Regions from separate parts of the Mus musculus genome. Here regions 2 and 3 are each linked to region 1. The links are chromatin contacts, called in public promoter capture Hi-C maps. All regions are on one chromosome and are shown on one strand. Each heading gives the region's core, a stretch centred on a gene start, on an enhancer-like site or on the middle of the called end of the contact. The rest is flanking DNA. Distances are from core to core; before and after follow the strand shown.

What was found. Promoter capture Hi-C pulls out the DNA fragments that hold promoters and counts their contacts.
Region 2: a promoter capture Hi-C map of embryonic stem cells shows a contact between it and region 1, with 6 times the contacts expected there. The contact joins the enhancer-like site here to the promoter of Hapln1 in region 1. A contact is called at or near these places in 6 of 39 promoter capture datasets (the C10 cell line, embryonic stem cells, frontonasal cranial neural crest and 2 more).
Region 3: a contact with region 1 is called in a promoter capture Hi-C map of second pharyngeal arch cranial neural crest, with 2.8 times the contacts expected there. The contact joins the enhancer-like site here to the promoter of Hapln1 in region 1. A contact is called at or near these places in 7 of 39 promoter capture datasets (the C10 cell line, cranial neural crest, embryonic stem cells and 4 more) and 1 of 9 other capture datasets (embryonic stem cells).

What each region holds. Positions count from the first base shown.
Region 1 is chr13:89,538,791-89,542,139 of GRCm38.p6, reverse strand. Hapln1 (hyaluronan and proteoglycan link protein 1) reads right to left here and starts at 1,504. Exons shown (of 5, transcript NM_013500.4): 1 at 1,228-1,504. Gm34699 (a long non-coding RNA gene) reads left to right here and starts at 2,471. Exons shown (of 8, transcript XR_382713.2): 1 at 2,471-2,584.
Region 2 is chr13:88,649,327-88,652,675 of GRCm38.p6, reverse strand. No RefSeq gene overlaps it. Among named protein-coding and RNA genes, the nearest start is that of Gm34585, 130 kb to the right of the region's middle. Within about 2 kb of position 1,480, at least 4 of the 459 cell types and tissues checked have an H3K27ac peak or open chromatin away from gene starts, as enhancers often do.
Region 3 is chr13:88,703,228-88,706,576 of GRCm38.p6, reverse strand. No RefSeq gene overlaps it. Among named protein-coding and RNA genes, the nearest start is that of Edil3, 120 kb to the left of the region's middle. Within about 2 kb of position 1,871, at least 3 of the 459 cell types and tissues checked have an H3K27ac peak or open chromatin away from gene starts, as enhancers often do. A contact at or near this core is called in second pharyngeal arch cranial neural crest, where this site is marked.

The sequences.
Region 1 (3,349 bases), core at 255-2,754:
ATATATAAACATAAACTTACTAGTCAAGAGTCCTTTGACAAACATTCTGTTTCATTAAATAAAATGAAAATACTCTCATTCAAATAAATAAATAAATCCCTGATGATATATTTTCATTAGATAATAGTTCTACTTTATATCATTAAAATGTGTATAACATTACTCAAAACTTAGCATACTGAAATAATCAAATAGAAATGGTTACCAGAAAGTACATTTGGAATGAATAAATATTACATTTACTAGGAAATTAATTCACAGACTTTATTTCTTAATAACCATTCGGTTCTAAGAAGCCAGCCAGTATGTTTGATTTCATGACATCATACTGGACCACTTACAGGAACATTTTCCACCCTCAAACTCCCCAAATGTACTGGCTACCTTGTGTACTTTTCCAGTGATAAATGAAAATAAAACAACTTATTTTCAAATGAACAGACTGTATTATTTGGACACAACAGGCATATTCAACAGAAGAGGACAACTTAATCCAACCCTAGGACTACAGGTTTGCTTTCATTAATGAGTAGCTTCAACGTGCAAATAAGTCCTTTGGGCAACTTTTTAAAAAGTGTTCTTAACAGCTACGGTTTGGAATACTTTTAGGACATTGATATTGTCCATTGACAAATTAAAAAAAAAAAAAAAAACTCCTAACAAAAAACCCAATGCATTATAATTATCTGTTCCTAACTTTAAAATTACTCAGAATTTTAGAATTACCCACAATCTGACGTTTCAAAGGCTGTTAATCTAATAGGTATTAGCTATAATGGAAGTAACTTTCTTTTTCACGTAAACCTATACATCCCCTCAGAGAGAAGTCGTAACTCTGGGATGGACATTCTCATTGCACAGTTCATCCGCACTCTGTACCCCTTACTCTCATCTCGGCTGCTATAAAACTGCCTGTTGAAGTACAGATGGAAAAGCCACCGTTTGAAACCGTGTGCCTTTCAGATTAATAGCAACAGTTGCAAAAGCTAGGAAAACTTGAGTTAATTCTTTCTTCACGTCTAGACTGAACCTGTTTATTGCGATGCTATTTTATCTGACAATAGTTTTAAAAAGTGGAGGTGCTATGTTAAATAAAGACTGAAGAAAACAAGAAAATTTGTTTACTCCGTACATACATTATATGCGCAGTGCTATGAAATATATAAGGCACCAAGATATGTCTGAAAGAGGGGGAAACCCACCAAACAGAAATGATGGAAGTTTTACCTTGTCCTGAATTCCAGTTCAGAAGCTGAGTCCCACTTAGCTGGGAGCTGGAGATGAAGTGAGCTAGTGCTCGTCCTGACCTTAAGTTTGTCTCTGGGCGAGTGCGGTGTGGGTGTGGGTGTGGGTATGGGTGTGTGTGTCCGAGCGCGTGTGTGCAGAATGTCTCTTTGTGGTGTTGGATGGCAGAGGTCCTGATCCGAGGATAAAGGAGCCACTTCTCACCAAGAGCAGAAGAAAGGCAAAGCGTCACCAGGAGACTTCTCCTCCCAGATCCTCTAATTACAGCCTAACTGCACTCCATGCAAACTTCAGGGGGGGAAGGGAGGGGCAGCTCTGTGCCCAGACCTTGTAAAACAGCAGTCTCTTAGATGACTCCCTCTGCTCAGATCCGGAGGATTCAGCTCTGGAGTTCAGGAAAAGCAGCAGGCCCAACCACAAGCCCCCACCCACACTGTACCTCCTGTTGCCTGTCTACTCTGGGTTATGTCCACAGGAGGTGCCACTCGGGATCTGTGGGATGAATTGTAGCCTCTACTGACTTTCCTACACAATTTGTCACCTTGTAGTTTGGGTATCTAAGCATCGGAGAGGTTTTCCCCCTACAGACAAGAGGGACAACTGAGCACCTAACTTTTACCCAGATTGCTTGTTTTGCCCAAATTGTTGGCTGCGGGACTCAGTATCTGTGTTGGATTAAATTTCCTTTAACCCACAACTGCTATTGTGTCCTTAGATGATAGTGCCTAAGAACCTGAGTTTATTTATAGAGTGAGGAATGCAAGGGGGAGTCTGGGTGGGTGGGGTTGGGTTATAGATCCACATTCAGGATTAGAACCAGATGTCACAGGACCAGGACATGGGCGCGCGCGCGTGTACGTGTGTGTACACACACACACACACACACACACACACACACACACACACACACACACACACACACTTAAAATAACTACTGGGGAAGATGATGGGACACGCGGGAAAACGCCTCCTGAACAAATAGACATTTATTTATAACTCGAGGGAGAGTATATAGGTCCATTGATTCCTGCCTTGAGTAGCCAAGGGGTTTGGAGAGGAAACGGCTTCGCATTTCAAAAACAGAGCCACCTTTGATTGGGCCTAGGAAAGGCGGAAAAGAAAGGAAAAAAAAAAAAAAAAAAAAAAGCACGCTGCAGGAAGCAAACAGCTGCTGAAGCGGCGGGGCAGGGAACTGATCTGGCATCTGGGCTGAGGAAGAGCAAACAAGCTCTAGAGGCCCACAGGGAGGGAGGGGGAGAGAATCACTGCCTGAGAGCAGGCGTAGTGCGGTGGACCCGGGCCCTGGGCAGCATCCCAGGCACTCCGCGGACCACTGCAGGTAGCCAGGGGATCGCCGGGGAGAAGGCGGTTCATCACTTCGGGGATCATTCGGTTCATCACTTCGGAGATCATAGCTTGGGGGCAGAGGGGCGCGGAGAGGGTGTAGGGACCAGGGGCAAAGAGACTGGTACTCCAGACTCTTGGCAGATAAACTAGTGAGGCAGGCTGGAAGGAGGGTGACTGGGGACTCCGGGTCGGGTAGGTGACTGGGCAGAAGCGCTGAAGATCCTAGTCCTTTGGCTGGCGGAGAGCGGCGCTACTGTCTTAGAGATAAAGCCTAAGTGGTGCGCTGTGGTCAAGGCTTCCTCCAGGACTCCCCATGGAGGCAGGGAAAGCGTGTCCGTGGCGGTGGTGGGGTAACCTCGCTAGAGTTGGGGCACATTCGTCCCGCCCTTTTTCATGAACTGTCTCAGAGTTCTTGCCTTCAGGAGTGCCACCCCTACCCCCACCCTGCCTTACCATTGGGTCTTTGGGGATTTAGGTGTATATGGGATAGACTTTATTTATTTATTTCTCTATTTTATTTTTATTTTGTAAAGACGAAGCATGCGTGTCTAAGAAAAGACAGTTAAATTTGACATAAAGGGAAGCAGTTATTCAACAAGCAACCACATACCTTTCTTGCATCCCCAATTCTGGGCAAAGTGCTTGCCTTCATTTTATTCCGTTTCTCCAGTCAGGGAAGAGGCTACAAGTTTTGCAGTTTTCTGTCAATCATTTGGTGGTTCCTAAAACAGCTGGCATTTAAGGTTCCACATTGACT
Region 2 (3,349 bases), core at 231-2,730, 890 kb after region 1:
TTAAAACACTAACACAGAAAGCTGGGCATTAAACTAAATATCAGAGTTCAGAGTTCCCTTAGCCAGGAACTATTGAACCTAAGACACATACACAAGAAAAACAAAAATAAACAAACAAGCAAAACAAACCATCAAAAGAACCCAAACAAACAACAACAACAAACCCTTAAAGTCCCACATCAAAAACAAGGTGTAATTGATCCCTCCTCACACTTTAAAAGTTCTATTTGGAGCATCAACATAAATGTGTGTTTTGTTTTGTTTTGTTTTGTTTTGTTTTGTTTTGTTTTGTTTTGTTTTATTCAAGCCTATTGTACTAAATGTTAATCTCTTCATGAAACACTCTCTGAACCTCACTATTTTTTTTTATTATTGTAGATTTTGTTTTTGTTTTTGTTTGTTTGCTATCTGAGCATCCTTTATTCCAGTTAAGTCGACATAGAATTAAGTTATGAAGGCAGCAAACATATCACAAACATCCATCATTTCAAGGGTTACAGCCTCATAAAGCCAGTGAGAGTTTAGCTAGGCTCTACTGCTGGTAAAGGAATCACACAAGGTTAAGTCTGATAGATTTAGTGCATATATTCATATGTGAACTAAGCATATATTATAAATGTATTATCCTATGCCTGGTTTGATATTTTTATGGAACATAAGAACATGTCTTCTAAGTATTAGAAAATAATTCAATTACTGCTCTTGTGAGGAAGGCATTCCATTAGGTTCTCCATTCCATTTTTCTTGGATGCTTTTTTTCTGAAATAGGAAATAAAATTATAATTTCATCCCCTTTGCAATTACTCATATCCTATGCTCTATGTTTTTTTTTTGGTAAAGCAAGTTTTTAATCTTCAGAAATGATTTCATCTATAAACTGTGTATGTTTTCCCAGGGAAAGGGAGAGTGAGATACAGCAGTAATGCTAGGAACATTCAGAAAAACGAAGAAAGGCCTTGAAATACTTTCCTGGATTGACATCAATAGCAAAAACAGAGCATTATTTATGAAGGCAGCCCGACTACAATTTTCCAGTGGTCTCTCAGTTCCCTTACTTACTCCTCCTTTAGCATACACAGTTAATGAAAACATCATAGAACAAAAACCCCAAACAGTCCAATGCCAGATACACTTAACATGATGGAAAATACTGTGAGAACAAATTAGTATGACTAGGATAGGAATGGCAGAGACACCACTTCAAAGTGCCTGTGAACGAGGAGTGCAGCAAATCAGGCAAATGCTGCAGCAGCTTTTGCCCTTGTGGAACGTTGTAGACCACATCTTTGTCTAACTGGAAAGCTAACACATCCCCCATTTTCCTAAAGGCTGGAACACTTTTTTTTTTTTTTCCTCAGAGGCTGTTTCCCTGTGGAAATTATCACAATGGACCAGACAGCTGGGATAATGATGTAACCAGGGTTACTGAACATTTTCCTGCTTGCATTAGCAAGATTATATAGTTAATCAATCCACAATACTTCCTGAGTTCCTATGAAATGCAAGACACACAGTGGCAAACCAACCACTATAATCAAGTGAGATAATGTTAATGATAGCATGCTGTGAACTGCAAATCCTGGTGAAATGTGACTTACAATCATCTAAAATGTCTTAGTGCCGTGATCCTTATTTGGTAAAAGGGTGTTTCCACCTAGTTTGGTGAGAAATGATCCTAGTCTCTGGTTGAGACGAATGATTAATGCCAGAGGTAATGATATCCAAGTTGAATTTCTAGTATTGTGCCACCAAAAGTCACAAGAAACCAATCTTGTCTCCTCAGTAAATAAAAAGATACATATGTGTTGAGATCAAGGCAACCCAGAATGCCAAATAGTCTAGGCAACATGTCTCCTCTAAATTATTAATTTTCTGATGTGTAGCATGCCTTTAAGCCAACATGTCACATTTGTTCTGATTGAAAATGTGTTATTTGGCATAACTGTGATACATTTTATACAGAGATCCATTGAGAAATGCCTTTTATTCGTTTCACTGATCAGGGAAGGGAAGCTGTGCTTTAGACTCAGGCTAACATTCCTGCCTTAAGCTCTCTGCATTTCATTTTCATGGTTTGTATTGCTTTATTATTTACAGAACAACTTCTGCTATTCTTCATTTTACTTCTACAGTTGGAGTTTGAATTCATGGCAGTATTTTTAGAAAAGAGCCTTAACCCCAGATACTTAGTAAGTGGGTCCAGAATGCCTGTAATTCAATGGCATTGAATCTTTTTCAGTTATCAATTTCGGTATTGCTGGAAGGCATACACAAGAAGCTTCCCCCTTCCCCCTTCTCTTTAGTCTGCAATCCTAAACAGTAATAGCAGAATATAGGCAACCAACAGCTCCCTCCCCAGATGGCTCTGGCTCTGCCTTTATGTTCTTAAGTGAAGGAGAGTAAGACTCAGCAAACCATTATAATATCTTGCCAATCTGCCCAATACCAATTTGATCTAATGTACTATTCTTAAGAAAATATTCTCTAGACTTCGAATTGCTAAACAGAAACATTCTCCTTCATTCCTTTTTAGTTCATTGGGAGTTTAAATTTTAAGATGTACAAAACAGTCCTCATGTAGTGAACGCATTTGCTTCTATTCTCAACAGATAAACTTACATACATATGAGTAGAAGTTAATGTATCTTGATTTTAAATTTAACTACTATCTTTCATGAATTTTTCCATCATACGAATAAAGATACTATGTAATTTTTTCATCTTGTTAATTTAAGCAATATAATTTATCATCTATTCATACTGGGTACTTCTGAAAGTAATTTGCATAGACCAGCCCACAACATAAAGATGACCCTTTAAATTGCTATATCAAACTAAATATTCTCCTTACCCCAAAGTCATTTGGTCAGTATAAAACTTAAAATGCAAAGTAGCTTTACAAAAACAGCATTTCAAAAGGAGTTGGTGACTCATATGTAACACCAGTAATCAGGACGTTGAGGCGATAACATCAAGACTTCAAGTGCACCCTAGGTTCATCAAGTGGTTCAAATCTGATTGTACTATAGAGTGAAAAATAAATATAAAAATTACAACTAATGTGACCACTGTTAGAAGCATGTAGAATTATTACTAATAGCTAAATTTGAGCTAATTTGATTAAATTAGTAGAGCTTTGTAGAAGAGTTAAATGTGATCAGTGATGTTAGTACATCAATAACACATTATTTATAAGGCTATATAAATAAAAATATTGAAAAATCTATCTTTTAAGATTTTCTTTTCTCTTTTCTTTTTTTATTAATAAATTAATTTTTTACATTCTATATTTTATTCCCCCTCCACCCTCTGACTGTTCCACATCCCATACCTCCTCCCACCCCACTGT
Region 3 (3,349 bases), core at 622-3,121, 840 kb after region 1:
ATAGTGGTAGCTTGTAGTACTCTCTTTCCATGTATTAAAAATTAGAGAATAAAATTCTACATTTATATTGATAATATTCTTCCACTTACATATTTAATTTAAATAAGGTTTTAGAAACATTTAGCATGTGTTAATATCACGCATCAATTAAAATATTATTTATCATAAATAATAAAACACATACAAAAAGGTTGAATGAAATGTATAAAGTACTGATTCACAAAAATGGTTTTGCAATATACAGTTAATACATCCTTGAGACCTGAAAATATTTTCTAGCCTCTAAGTACAAACTAAGCTTCAGAGATTCTTCCTAATGAATGGTAGCCCTTACATCCCTGCTCAGCTTGCTTGATTTAAATAGCCAGTGAACCAGAGGAGACAAAAATAATTTAATTCTTTTCTTCCATACATTAAACAGTCATTTTAACAGAGAAAAACACTCCTAGGACTTTATTTCCTTATTTCTTTTACCATTATTTGTTTGTCTTTTTGGAGTGGCATATCATTTCTGCAAAATTAAATGCAAAAGAGTATGAAAAGATATTTCTACATTATGTCAGGTCAGCTTGCACTGCTTTTGCATGAGAGTAATACGCAACTCTATAGACCCTTTTCATAATTTTTAAAATTTAAATAAAACCATTTACTGCTATATTATTTTTAATTAAAATGATAGGATTCAATGATACATGTCATACATGCCTATAATGTACTTTGATCATATGAGTAAGGTCATTGGAAATATTTCATTCCTGCTTCCTTCTGCTGCCTTCCTCTTCCCAAATAATATCAGTTACATTTTTCTATCTTTTCTGAAACTATATATTCTATATTTAGTATTTCCTGAAGTGACTATCCAACTGTGTTATTGAAGAAGACTACATGGCACTTCTATTAGTTTCTTTTCCCAATGACCACCCTTCATCCAACAAGGCCATACCTTCTAATCTGCCCCAGACACTGCCAGACAACAAGAGTTCAAGTGTTCAAACATATGAGCCTATGTGGTCATATGTCATTGCATATACCACAACACTGTTTACTATAGATTTGTTAGAAAAAACAAAAAAGACTTTCAGTTTGTCTAGACACTTCCCTTGACTAGTTATTGAATTAAATAAATTAAATTAAATATGTTTTTCATTCATTAAATCAGATGTTAAAACATGATATACAAAAATTGATTTGAATACTCTCAGACACATTAAAGTCTGAGTAAGTTAGGGTTAATACTGATATTAGAATGTGACAATCTTACATTTCTTAATAGCATCTAAGCAGGCTTTCTGGCTCCATTTTTATTCTTATTTTTTGATCATTTGAAGAAGAATTATGCTCTATGGTTCTGTAACAATGATTTATGGAAAAGAACACAAGAGCAGATTTTTGGCCCAATGTTTTGGTCAATTAGATGAGAGGTTAATGTTATTTAACTATCATCTTATGGATCCTGTTCTGTTACTACATTACATTGTTTCCATACTTGAAATACTTAGGCAATATTTTAAAGCTCCCGTTAAGAGCGGGAGAGAAAAATTAACTTTTGACAACATGACTCACTCCAGATGTGCAATAATTTTTTTTTGGTCATATTTGTGTTTTCTATACATAATATCCCTAGGGAAAATATATATGTAATTGAGATTTTTCAGATAATTTTGAACTCATTATTTCAAGTTTTTTTTTTTTTTTTTTTTTTTTTAATTCAGCTAAACAGGGCAGAGATAATCTAAGTTTTGCCGGTGTTTTAACAGAGGGCTGTTTTGACATTCTCAGCCTGCCTCAAGTCATCAGAACATGATAAGTCTTTAGCAAAGACAGATGTTTAGCTGACCCCTGCACTAAGTGCTGACCCATGTCAGCCCCCCATCTGCCAGCCACTTGATGTTCACATGGAAGGGCAGTGATAGCTGTCAACACTCTGCCTACTTTCCCCTTACATAAAAACATTTATGATTAGCTTCTAACATCAGTTTACCAAGTTCTGAAATCAGTGTACTAGACTTGGGGACATATGTCTGACCACATCACACACAATTCTAAGCATTCCACATTTACTCAGCAATTATTCTTCATTTAAATATACATGTATGTATTTAAATTTGGACAACATGCATGTTTTTAAATAGTATTTCTTCTTGCTTGAGACTCACTGTGTCTTAATGAAACAAACAACTATATTACCAAGGTAATGTTAGAAAAAGAATTATTTACTTGTTAATTTAGTCAGTGCATTTCAGCTGGAAGAGTAGATAGAAAGCAAAAGACGTGTTCCTTGCCTTGGAGAAACTTAGATTTTGTTTGCCATCATGATCTAGAGTACATAAAAACCCTGACTTTTAAAATTATGCTCATTAAACACATTGTCTTGTTTTTTTATTCCTAACTGCATTTTGTTCCTTCCATTCTCATGCTTGATTCATCATGACTCCTAGTTACTTGGCCTTTTCTAACTCATTATGTCTCAAAAGATTTATATTATTCTTTTATAAAAGAGAAATAATATCAGTACTTAAAGACTATGTTGAGGAAGAATAAGATGATAACAAAACTCTCTTCTCTGGCCCTGATAAGTAAGAACCAGTAATCAGGAAAATAATTGTGGTTATCTGAAAAATATTTATGAAAATGGGAAAATTACAACAGTAGTTGTATGCTAGTTCAAGATTGAACTTCACGGTAACAGAGTTCAGAACAAAATCACATATAATTATAGCTGCAGTAAAAGAGAATCTTCGTATTAGATTAAACAGAAGAAATTAAGTCAGTAATACTACTAATTTTATGGATAAAGACAGCAGTGTCTAGAAGGCTGTGCAATTTGCTTTTAAGTGAGAATTTAGTTACTTTCTATGTCACTCTTCATTACAAAAACTAACACTCATTGAATATTTACTAACTGTAAGCACTGAATTGAAAGCACCAGTATTATCTCATTTGCTTTCATAGAAATTCTAAGAAATAAGGATGTTATTGGTACTAACACTGTTTCTCCATATAAGGAAACATAGTTTGCTTCTTTGTTTCCTAGCCTGAGAATGAACACTGGTGATCTCCATCTCATATCATATTGAAATGCATAAGCATTCAGCTACCTGTGAACTTGTACATATTTTTTCTTTGTGTTTATTGAGGTAAATAAAAGTCAATTTTTATAGTTTCATTTCCCTTTATCCTTGTTTAGGCATTAAAGAGTGTTATTTTAATCTTATCATAGTCCCTTAGAATGAGAGTAATTGATATCTTAGAGAAAGAACTATGAGAAATAATCCTGCTTTACATGGCATTGAAGTCGGACTCTTTAAAACCCGAAACATTATCAAATGCAAACATATAAATAGATTGA